Linked DNA regions of Canis lupus: region 1 is linked to region 2. The links are chromatin contacts, called in public Hi-C maps. All regions are on one chromosome and are shown on one strand. The core of a region is the stretch at or near the end of the contact, and the rest is flanking DNA. Distances in the headings are between cores, read along the strand shown. Region 1 has its middle 24 kb from the start of STMND1. Region 2 has its middle 9.1 kb from the start of ATXN1.

Region 1 (6,458 bases), core at 3,825-6,324, 240 kb after region 2:
ACTTCAGTATATTAACTCAGAAAAAATAACTTTTATTCTCTATGCTCTTGGGCCCCTTCTTTCTATGCAGTGAGAATCTCTTTTATATTAAATCTCTTTTATGTTAAAGGGTAAGTTACTGTAGAAATGTATTGTCTCTTAGTTGAAAGACTCTTTTGTTTGGGTGTCCATCCCTCCTCTCTGAGACTCAGGAGTAAATCTTCATCAGCCTTAGACAATCCTGGTGGTCCCATTCCCTCTTGTCAATGATTAGTTTAAGGTGTGCATGTCACTCAGTTCTGGCTAAATGAGGCACGGAAAGAAACCAGTTTGAGGGACTTCCAGGGAAATGTTTTCTTAAATAGGAAAAAGCAGTCCCTCCTCTGCTCCCCTTTGTAGTAGTATTTAGACATAATACCTTGAACAGAAGCAACTATTTTTTGACCTGAGGAGGTTAGCCAAAGATCATGTTGATACTCTGAGGAAGACAGAGCAGAAAGGCAGAAAGAAAGTGGGTCTTAGTAACATAAGTTAGACACTGAGTTAACCAACCCTTCTATATGTTCTATCTAGGACCTTCCTGTCAAGTGAAGCAGTATGTCTCATTAATGCTGAAGCCATTTGAGTTGGGGTTCAATTGTAATGGTACCCAAGATCTGTCTTAGGCAGGTATGGTAAGACACAGACATGGAAACGATTGCCATGAAGGAAGACATTTTTATTATACTCATAGTCCCACAATAAATACAGCATGCCAGGCAGGGCCACTAGGGAAGCACCAAGGCCAGACACATGGGCACAGGTTGGCAGGAGCATCACAGGCAGCAGCCTTTATTGAGGTTTTCTAGAAAAGGAATGTCTAGGCAAGGTAAGCAGACTGAGCAGGTGTAGGATTGGCTGGTCTGAATAATTTGGGTGTGCTCTAGAGCACAGGGGTTGTCTCCAGTTGTGTGGTTTCTGGCCCTGGGTTGATTAGGGCAGGTGGATAGTGGCCCAGAGTATAAAAGGAGGTGGTGGGTATGGGCTCTGAACTAGTTGGCTTGTGTATCCGAGGCACATTCCACAAAAAGTTTACCGTCCCAAGGAGCTAGCTGGACTTGGGAGGGCCAGTCTCTCTCTGGTCACCAAGGCCCCAGATGTCAGAATATCAATACAGAAAATAATAAGACAAGGTCCATACATATTCCAATGCATATAGTTATTTCCAGATTTTGATTTTTTTTTAGATTTATTTATTTATTCATCAGAGACGCAGAGAAAGAGGAAGAGACACAGGCAGAGGGAGAAGCAGACTCCCCACAGGGAGCCTGGGATTGAGTCCCACATGACCTGATCCAAGGTCAGGATCATGACCTGAGGCAGAGACACAGGCAGAGGGAGAAGCAGACTCCCCACAGGGAGCCTGGGATTGAGTCCCACTTGACCTGATCCAGGATCAGGATCATAACCTGAGCCAAAGGTAGATGCTCAACCACTGAGCTACCCAGGTGCCCCTCCAGATTTTGAGTTTTAAAAAGCACATGAAAACTTTATATATAAAAAACAAACAATGACTGTTTATTGCATTATTTCAAGGTAGTAGAAGAGATTATTTTGTTTTATCTAAAAATTTCAGTTCCTATTTCCTCACATCATTCCATATAGACAGCCATACATACTGCCTCTGCTTGAACAATTGGCAAGCCAAAAGAAAGAAAATCAAACATACAGTGGCTTAGTCAAATGTCATTTTATGTCCTTTTAGATCAGCTACTGTAGAAGTAGGAGTCCAAAGCCTGAAGGGAAGCTCCACGGTGATACCTTTCTTCAGATGTCCTTAAAATGTGACTTCCAGCCTCATGTTCATTGCTCCATAGTCACGAGAGGCTGGCTCATCTCCTGCATAGAGTTTGCATTCCAGGCCAAAAGAAAGGAAAAGTTATCTGTATTGTGAGTCGTTCTCCTTTTAGATTAACAGATTAACTTTATAAAACCTAGATTTTTATATATATCATCAGAAAAGTAGCTGCCACATAGATAAATAAAATCCTTATGAATTTGAGGGATTTGTCCTTCAAGTATAGCATTTTAAATGTAATTCTAACAGCTGATAAAATGTAAGTGATATAGTATAACAATGATTCCCCCTTTTCCCAAGACAAATTCCCCTCCTCATTTCCTAGTGTTGGTCTCGGCTACTTTAAGATGCAGAGTCAAATGATAAAAATAGCAATGATAATCAAAACTATGATAGAAACTAACATATGTCAAACACTTATGTTGGGTCAGGCAATGTTCTAAGCACTTTATGTGTATTAACTAATATAACCCTTACGGCAATCTCAAGGGGGAGGGGTACTATTTTTCTTTTTGTAACGTCATACTCAAGTCTTGGTAAACTGAACTGGGCTCAGAGCTCCTCTTGTCAAAGCATTGCTTTGGGGAAAGAGATAAGATAATGTTAGCTATAGAAAGTGAGGAGGTCTGGAGAGAGGTAGGGAGTGATAAAAGAATTATGGTTGATGGGGAAGATCCACACCTGTGCTTCCCTGCTCTCCTCGCCCCCCTCAACCCCATTTGTTCATTTGTTACTTCTAATCTACATACTTAAGTGGTAAATGTCAATAACATTTGTAAAATCTGAGCTCGATGCTATAAAAAAAATTACAAATGAGTTTGGAAGTCAATTGCTTGCTTCAGTAGCAGAGAGTTGCTGTGAGGTATATGCAAGGTGGCAGAGTTCTGCTGGCCTCTTGCAGGTTATTACTTATGAGAAGTGGATTTAGACTAAGGGAGAGAAATGATTTATTAGAAAATGTTTGGAAACTCGTGGGGGTCACACTCTAGAAAGGAAGATACTTCCCTTCAGAAATATTGGGGATTCATGTTCACCTCACACCCAGGTACATCTGGGAGTAGACTAAGTAGAAGCATTTATGTTTGCATAATAATATTTGTAGGAATGATTCCTACTCTGTTCTGCAGAGGAGATCTAAGTGTCTACAAGAGGGGGAATGTACACACAAAGACAATTGCAAGAGTTCGATTGATTTAAAATGTTCATACACTGGGGTACCCTGCTGGCTCAGTCCATAAGTGTGTGACTCTTGATCTCGGGGTTGTGAGTTTAAGCCCCACACTGGGTGTAGACACTACTTTAAATTTTTTTTTAATTTAAAATAAAATATTTATATAGTTACCTGTGCATTGTATGGTGCTGACAACAACATAGTAAGAATTGTAATAGTAAGAGCTGTCTGTTCATGAATAAACATATAATCTAAATTTGACTATTAATAAAGGGCTGTCAAATCTGGGGAAAATACCCTGGCAGGGATTTCCAGGTCACCCTCAATCAAGAAGAGATGAAAAAAAGAGAGTCTTAAAATAACCACAGATGCACAAAATTTTATCAGCAAGTCTGCCTATATAATATATACATGATATGATTAAAAAATAGATATCATCAATGACCCTCCTCTAAGGTAGCGGGATAATATATATTTTTTAAAGTGGAGACAATTCAAACATCCATCAACTGATGAAACAGGTAAATAAATGTGGCATAGTCATGTAATAGAACAGTATTTAATCAGAAAAAGAAATGCAGTTCTAATAAATCCCACAACATGGGTGACTCGAAAATAATTATTCTAATTGAAAGAAGCCAGACACAAAAGACTACATATTGTATCATTGTATCATATATGAAATGTCTAGAAGAGGCAAATCCATGGGAACAAATAGATTGGTAGTTGCCAGGGTTTGGAGCAGGGAGGAATGGGGAGTCACTGATAAGGCATAGAGGATTTCTTTCGAGATGATGAAATATTCCAGAATTAGGTAGTGATGCCCATGCTAAAAACCATTGAATTGTGCACTTTAGAAAGAAGAGCTTTATGGCATGAGAATTACATCCCAATAGGCAATTATTAATAGAAAATGATTATGACAGAAAAGTAAGTCTGACTAGATCTTTATGATAAGAGACATGACATGAATAATGAACCCATATTTTTGATCAGTAATAAAAAAAATCCAGTAAAAAAAGCAGGGGGAAATGATTCATAACTACAGAAGAAATAGTCCAATTCTGGAGCCAGCAGGATAATGCCTAATACAGGGATTTTGCCTGCTTCTATTTCAGATTTACTATGGGATGTAATCTCTTCATACTCAATACATTAATAATCCTACCCCTACACTACTTGAATTGCCAGTTGACTGTTGGAAGCTTTAATGTGATTATTCATTTATTCATTAAATATTTGAGGATTAAGATGCTGGGTTCCTAAACTGTTGAAGAACTCTGCTTCCTCTGATAAATTCTGGTGGGCTCCCTGGAGGAATAGTATGGAGATAGTGGTCTCTGCTGCAGCAAAGAGGGAGGATGTCCTGAAAGAGGTGGGGGCAGGGTGTTGATGACTGAACAACCCTAGGAAGCCTTCCACAGATCTGCCTGGAAGGAGAAAGTCTAGAATTGCTTGAGATTGCAGGAGGCATAGACTGGTTACAAAGGGAAGTTGATACAAAGTCAAGGTCAGGAATTATAACAGGATTAACAATCAAGTTCAGAGCAAGTGGATACAGGGCTTGTTGAGGCAATTATAATTCCTCCCTTTGACATAAATGTGGACTAATGTTATCTATGACACAAACATCACTAACAATCCATGAGTCTTGCATTAGCATTACATTTGTTTCAGTAGTAGGCTAAACTGGTGAGATGCTATTAGGCTACTTTGTTAGGAAGAGGGTAAAGGACTTAGCTAAAAAGGGCAGAGCTGCCAAAGGTAGAAGGAAAGGTGCATAATCATAACTGACATTTACTAAACACTTAGTATGTCTCAGGCACGGTGCTAAGGGTTGGAAATGTGTTAGTTCTTTCAATCCTCACGGTGACCCTATGAGGGAAATATTATTACCTCTTTACAGGGAGGCAAATGAAATTTAAAGAAGGAATAAACACTTGCTCACAGGCATATGGCAGGGGAGTCACAATCTCAAACCAGTGTCAAACATCCGAAATTTCATTCTTGCCCCTTCCACTCCATGACCTCAGGGCAATGTGAAGGCCAGGGGTTGTTAAAAATAGAGATCATCTGTTCTAAAAATGTGACCTTCATATAGGAAGGGAAAGTTGAAGTGAGAGTCAACAAGGCAAAATGAGTTATGAAAAAGGGAAGTTGAACATGAATATGTAATTAGCTTAAGCTCACTATGACCTAGGTGAGAAAGGAAATTTACAAGTAAATTTGACTCACATTGCAAAACAAGCATAAACTGTACAATGAAGTAAAAGTGAAGAATCACTGTAATTAGCCAAATAAGCAGAGTACATTCCATAAGAGTAAAGACATTTATGAATCATTGGTGGGCATGAGTACGTAAGGGTTCATGTTACTGGTCAAATCAGAAGTTAGGAAAGAAAATATGTTAAGCATTGCTTGCAGGCATGTTGAATTCCAACTACATTGAATGCTCATAAGGTTGATGCAGTAATTTTGGAATATAATGGTGCAAACTTTTTTTTAAGACTTAGCTTCACTTTTATTGAGCCCAAGTGAACTAGAGAAATAAAGCATTTTTTTAGCATGGAACACCAAAAATTTCTTGGAATGAAAAAGCAGATTTCCATTGGCCACAGGTCAGCAATAATTATGTGGACCAGTAATAATCAAAGGACAGACTTGCCTGGTCTGGGGTGGGTTGGGCGGGGTCATGTATTTCTTGGTGTGATCACTATTAACTTCCATGCGAAACTTACCAGGGCCCAGAGAGGTGGAAGCCAAGTACACTGAGTTGATAGTACATCTGAGGAAAAGCCACCTACCTACCAACACATAGGCACTCCCCTTATCCTGGAGACTGGCATGGACTTCTAGATTTTCTTCTACCCATTACCTTCCAGATCCCTGATCAACTATTTCTCAGAATGTAACATCAGGTGTTTTATATGAGGAGTGAAAATAAATGTGCAAGATATAGTCCCCAGCCTTAGTAAGGTTTCAGTTATGTTTCGATTGAAACATAACTAATATTTATGAAACAGGGAAAAACAACAACTGGTATGATTAAGCAATGAGCATGTTATAGACTTTAGGAAAAGGAGAAACTAATGTGGACTGTCATCATTCATAGTAGGTTTGATGGGAAAGCTTGTACCTAAAAGGATTTTAGATACATGTAAGCTAAAGTGTACCCATCAGCTCCTATTGTATCTCTTGGTGCTTTAGTTTCTGTTCAAAAAATGGAGGTAACACTTGTCCTGTCCTGTCCTGTCCTGTCCTGTAAGGGATAATTGCCAAGATCCTTGGGATGAAGGTACCAGGATGCAGAGATACCTTAAAGAAGGATGTCATCATCTTTTTTTAAGAAAAGAATTTTATTTATGTAAAGAGAGACAAAGAGAGAGAGAGAGACGGGGAGGAGCAGAGAAGGGGATGGGTGAGAATCCTAAACAGACTCTGCACGGAGTGCAGACCCTGAGATCAGGACTG
Region 2 (5,851 bases), core at 176-2,675:
CTAGAAAACAAATCAAGGCCATCAAAAGGAAATCTATGTTTTACAAAACACTTTCTAATATATGCAGTACAATGGGGTGTGTCAAAAGGAAATGAGATGACTTTCAGCCATTATGATTTATTCTGCAAGCAAAACCTAGATAAATTTCCATCAGTATAACTGTGACCAAGACTGAATGTAGTGCAGTGACCTATGAAGTATCAGAATTTAGCGTCTTCATCATCTAAAGAACATAGCTCTTGTAACATGAGAAGAAAACAAACATTTTGAGGTTCAGAATGAGTTGAACTTTGCTAGCTATTGGCTGGGAGCGTTTGGAAATCTATTAAAGGCATTTCATTAGCAACTTGGCATTTTGTTTCCTCAAAAGAAATACATTTTCCAAGTTAAAATCAAAGCCCAGAGCCACCACTGTTTGAACTTAACGGTAGTGGCAATTAACGGGTTGTACATGTTAAGCTTATGGTGCCTTCAAAATAAGATCAGAGGCAGCAGCAGGCTAAGAAAATAAACATCAGATCATGGGAGTTCTTTGTTATTCCAGCACCATGACATTAAGATACATAGCTATAAGCTCTCTCACTTACTTTATTTCTCTTGAGCCAATATCGGCCAGGAGAAGCTGACCCAAATGAGAAGGGGTGGGGGGTGGTTAAGAAAATTAGTTGATGAGGAATTTACCAAGTTTACCCCCCAAAAGTCAGGGTTAGAGAAAAATGCATTGGCAAACTTTGCTTTTTTGACCTAAATAACTGGGGTTCACGGAGGACACTGGCCAAGTGGAGTGGGGGTTTCAGGGAGGGCTGTCTGTGATCTGCAGAAAGCATCCATTGCTGCCAGGGCCCTTGCGAGTTTCACTGCTGGCAGACTTGGGGGAGGTCTCAAGACTGGCGCCTGAACATGCAGATTTGCTTGGTGTCTGTGGCACAGACACGGGGACAAAAGCTACTGCCACAGATGCTTTCTGACAGAGCAGAATAATAGCACTAAGACTTAAACTGTAAATTACAAACAATCCCTTTTTAAGTACAAAACGAATGCACAGAATGGAAGACCCTGTCAGCCAGAGTGCGAGTAAATCAAGTAGAAGAAGACAAATTGTTCACTCCTGGCACTACAGCCAGATTTTTATTCCGCTAACCGTACTGTCACCAGAGAGCTTGTTTCCTTTGTCAGATCTAAAGAGAAATTAATACGTTGTGATTCTCATAAATATGCCCAGGCTTCTGAAGCATCCTCCCAAAGCCAATCACGTTGTGTGTGATCTTGTTTCCCAGCCCCATCCCCTCCCCCTGGTTTAAAAGTTGTAGCTTAAACACCAAGAGTAAGAACATGTGACCCCGTCACTCCCCGAGCGAGCTTTGCTCTGCAGTCAATTTCATAATTACATCGCTCCGCCTCTCGGCTCAGCACTTCCTTCCCCCTCACTGGCCTCTCTCCCCCACCCCCAGCAGTGAATCATCGTGCATTTAGAGAGACTTCGATGACCCAGTGTGAACTTTACTGGCATCCTGTACGGTCTTATGCCAAAAAGGGGGAGTCGTTCTATGAACGAATCCTGGCCAGATCCTGATGCAGATGTCAGAGGCAACAAGCTCGGGTGCTTATCTGGAGAGATCCGTGAGGAGTTAATTTTCCTAGATCGTGGTGGTGATTCAGAATTGCCTATCTCAGTTCACCATCAGGTTTTTCAGAACCCAGCTCAGTCCTTTATGCAGAAAGGAATATATCAGAGGAAAAATGCTGGCGGAGCTCCTTATGCAATCAGGGCAGAGGAATTTATACCACATTCAGCCCTTTGATTTCTCCAGATCTGGCTGAGGGTGGGGTTTCCATATTTGTGCTTTGGCAAGTGTGTCCAGCAATTAACTCCTCCCTCTATAGGCTTCTAGTGTTCTTCCAGGTTATCGGGTGTTCATTTGTGCATTTATTAAAACCAGAAACACTTCCCCCTTCGTTTTTTAAAACTGTTTCTGAGTAATGCAGATGGAGCAGACAATATCAGCCTTGCCTTTAAAGGCTTTTCACCCTGCTTAGGGAGGTAGTTTAATGACTGAAATTACCATTGCGCTTCTGCATGTGCTTCTCTGCCCGTATGGGAAGCCCTGGCTCCTCCCGGCACCCCTTCCTTGCATGGCGCCTCATCTTCATACTCTGAGATCTTGCTCAAGCATCAACACTTCTGTGAAGTCTTTCCTGATTATCACAAGAGTCTGTGCTCTGCCCAATGTGTGAGTCAGAGAAGTGCTATTTTCTTATTCTTTTTATTTATACAATATTTTTTTAAAGCTCTGACAGAAAAAAAAAAATCAGGGCCATAAGCACAGATGGAAAGAGTATCCTAAGTGAGAGCGTCTCTTATCGGAACACTTCCTGTTACTCCCCGAACCATCTGACCTCTGCTGATGATTTCAGCATGCAACTGCTTCCCTTTTGTTCATTATTCTACTATGTGACCTGCCCCAAGGGTCATTTCTTCATGTGAGTTCCCATTGCCCTCTGTCGTAGATTGAATGGTGTCCCCACAAAAGATGTGCTGAAGTCCTAACCCCAATAACTGCGAGTTGGGGACTTTATTTGCAAATAGGGTCATTGCAGATGTAACTAGTTAAAATGAGATCTTCCTGGGTTAGGGTGGTCTCTAGATCCAATATGATTGCTGTCCTCTTAAGAAGAAGAGGAGGGACACAGAGACCCAGAGTAGAGATAGAGAAGAAGGCCAAGCCAAGACAGAGGCAGAGATTGGATATCATACTACCATAAGCCAAGGAACGGCATGAATTGCCAGTGACCACAGGAAGCTAGAAGAGGCGAGAAAGGAATCTTCCTGAGAGCCCAGGGGGAACACGGCCCTGCTGACACCTTGAGTTTAGACATCTAGCTTCTAGAACCGTAAAAGAATAAATTTCTCTTGTTTCAAGCCACCCAGTTTGTGGTCATTTTTACAACAGCCCCGAGAAACTGATATGCCCCCTTTATAGATCCGTGATCCCAGGTCTGTTGCATTATTCTTTTTTGCTCTTTATTTACCTATATGGTCTTATCTCTTTCCTCTATAGATACACCGAAGTAATCAGTTCAGGATGTGTGGTTGGTCTTTTATTTATGACAGTACCAATACACGAAAGGTCCAATGGAATAGGAAAGTTGTCAAGAGAGTTCCAGAACCACCTCCCCATTATCCCAGAGAAGGCTGGCTTTTGGCACCAGGTGCATAGGGAGGCCTCAGAGGTCTGAGGTACTCCCTGCTGGGCCTCAGCTCAAAAGTCCTCAGCTCCCTCTGCCAGACTCCAGAATGTACCAGCAGCATCCCTCTTCAGAAGTGGTATTTCAGTGTGGAATAGGGTGAAGAAAAAGGCTAAAAAGCCAAGTTAATTGTTTGGCATTAAGTAAATACAACCAAAGCACTGCTGCTTGTTGTTTTTTTTCTTTTTTTAACTGTTCATTTGAGTGTTATAAAAGTGCTTATGCAAACCTCAGTCTTTGTGATTTACACTCAACCCAGAATCCCGAGGTATCTATTCTCAGACTCACCATGGGCTGTATACTACAGTTCTTGCATATAAACCTCAGTAAGTGGTTAACTCCATTGTTCTAACTGTTCGGGTCAAAAACTATCTTGAGTCAACTGTTTGGGTCAAAAAGTATCTTGACTCCTCTCTTTCTTATATTGCCCACATCCAATCTGCCCCCCAAATCCAACTGGCTCTACCTTCAAAATATATCCAAAATCTAACCACTTTCCACCACCTGGACTGCTATCATTGAAACTAAAGCACTACCACCCTTCATTAGGATGATTATACCAGTCTCCTAAATTGTCCTTCTGCTTCTACCATTACCACCCTGCACCACAGCTGACTGTCTGCATCAGGTGATGCCACGACTCTGCTCAGAAACATCCAATGGCTCTACTCCCCTTGGAGTCAAAGTCCTCTCGTGGCCCACAAAGCCCCCACGCAATCAGGACGCCCTCAATCTTTCAGATGCCATATTCTATCACTCTCTCTCTTTGCTCCCAGGGCTCCTGCCTCACTGTCGTCTTTGCTGGTCCTCAAACAAGCCAGGCACTCTCTTGCCTCAGGGCCTTTCTGCTTGCTGGTCCCTCTGCTTGGAATGCTTTTCCTTGAAAACCCACAGTTCACGCCTTCGCCTTCTTCAGTCTTTTTTTTTTTTAAAAGACACAACCTCTCCAAGAATCCTAATGTGACCCCCACCCCCCATTTAAAATTATACCCTCTGACTTTCCTGATCCACCTTGCCATGCTCTATTATTCCATAAATGCATTACCTTAAAACATTCTGTGTCGGGGCACCTGGGTGGCTCAATGGTTGAGCCTCTGCCTTCAGCTCAGGTTGTGATCTCAGGGTCCTGGATCGAGTCCTGCATCAGGTTCCCCGCAGGGAGCCTGCTTCTCCCCCTGCCTATGTCTCTGCCTCTCTGTGTGTGTCTCTCATGAACAAATAAATAAGATCTTTAAGAAAAGAAAAACAAAACATTATGTCATTTCCTTTTTGTTTGTTTGTTTGTTTATTGTCAGGAGGGCAGGGATTTTTGTCTGCCTTTTTCACTGATAAACCCCAAGTGCCTAGAACAGTCCTTGGCACATAATAGATACCCATTAAAGATGTACTGACCGATAAATGAATTAGTGAATCAATATTTTTCAAGACCTACTATGTACAAAGCCTTATAAGGCCCAACACAAAAATGATCTCATGAGAAGCTAATCCAAATCAAATCATCTTGTCCGACACATGGTAATATTCTATTTACTTGATCTTGCGCTTAACTACATCTGGTATAACCAATAAAGCTGAGTCAGAATGAGCTGAATTTCCCAATCAGGCTCAGATTCATGAAGAACTTTTAAAACACAAAATTCAGAAGCAGGGTGCCTGGGTGGCTCAGTGGTTGAGGTCTGCCTTTGACTCGGGTCGTGATCCTAGGATCCTGAGATCGAGTCCTGTATCAGGGTCCCCGCAGGGAGCCTGCTTCTCCCTCTGCTTGTGTCTCTGCCTCTCTCTGTGTGTGTCTCTCTCTCATGAATAAATAAATAAAATCTTTTTTAAAGATTCAAAAACATTATTGAAGAGAACGTATGAGCCTGACAGCAGGTTTTGATAAAAATAGTATCATAGCTACAGTTTCTAATAATCATAATCAAAGCTACCATTTATCTAGCACTTATTCTATGCCAGGCAACATGATAAGAATTTTGTAAATTTTGTCTCCTCTAATCCCACAAAAATACACTGAGGTAAAGATCATGATCCCCTTTCTTAGGTGATTAAGCTGAGGCTTGGAGTTTAAAGGTCCTACCCAGTATCCCAGGTCACCCAGGACTGATTTCCAGGTGAAGTTATCCACCCTGCAGCCTGAGAATGTTTAACAAATCATTACCTGAGTGAAATAGGTCAGTCAGAGTCATAACACCACATAGCAATATTTTGGCTAAGGCAACACTTTTAATACCAACCTCTATTTATTAGATTTTTCTTTGGAGCAAACGTGTGTATCTCAGAAATTCAAGCTAGTGAGTTTTGTTGAGAACTGAGCATTCCTACATCAACCAAATGGCTTCAAGTCAACCTAATTAATTGACAAAGCTCTACTTTTTCTCAACTAGCAAAGCTGTACTCCAGCTTATGAGTTTTATGTATACTATCACATGGTTGCAAATGGCTTTCACTTGAAGTCCAGGCTCACATCCCTCAGACCCTTTCCTATTAGAAATTTTGGCTCCCATCTGGCATGTCCCATCATGATAAGGATTAAGTAGACTGTAAAGGGCTAATATGAATTTCCAAGCTTCGTTTAAAGACTTAACTTCCTTTCACTTAGCCTGTG

The links. Hi-C and Micro-C count contacts between places; a contact is called where the count stands out from the background.
Region 1: a Hi-C map of skin fibroblasts shows a contact between it and region 2, with 2.0 times the contacts expected there. The contact joins two enhancer-like sites. A contact is called at or near these places in 2 of 9 Hi-C or Micro-C datasets (amygdala and skin fibroblasts).

What each region holds. Positions count from the first base shown.
Region 1 is chr35:17,410,582-17,417,039 of UU_Cfam_GSD_1.0, forward strand. No RefSeq gene overlaps it. Among named protein-coding and RNA genes, the nearest start is that of STMND1, 24 kb to the right of the region's middle. Within about 2 kb of position 5,075, at least 2 of the 20 cell types and tissues checked have an H3K27ac peak or open chromatin away from gene starts, as enhancers often do.
Region 2 is chr35:17,169,871-17,175,721 of UU_Cfam_GSD_1.0, forward strand. No RefSeq gene overlaps it. Among named protein-coding and RNA genes, the nearest start is that of ATXN1, 9.1 kb to the left of the region's middle. Within about 2 kb of position 1,426, at least 14 of the 20 cell types and tissues checked have an H3K27ac peak or open chromatin away from gene starts, as enhancers often do.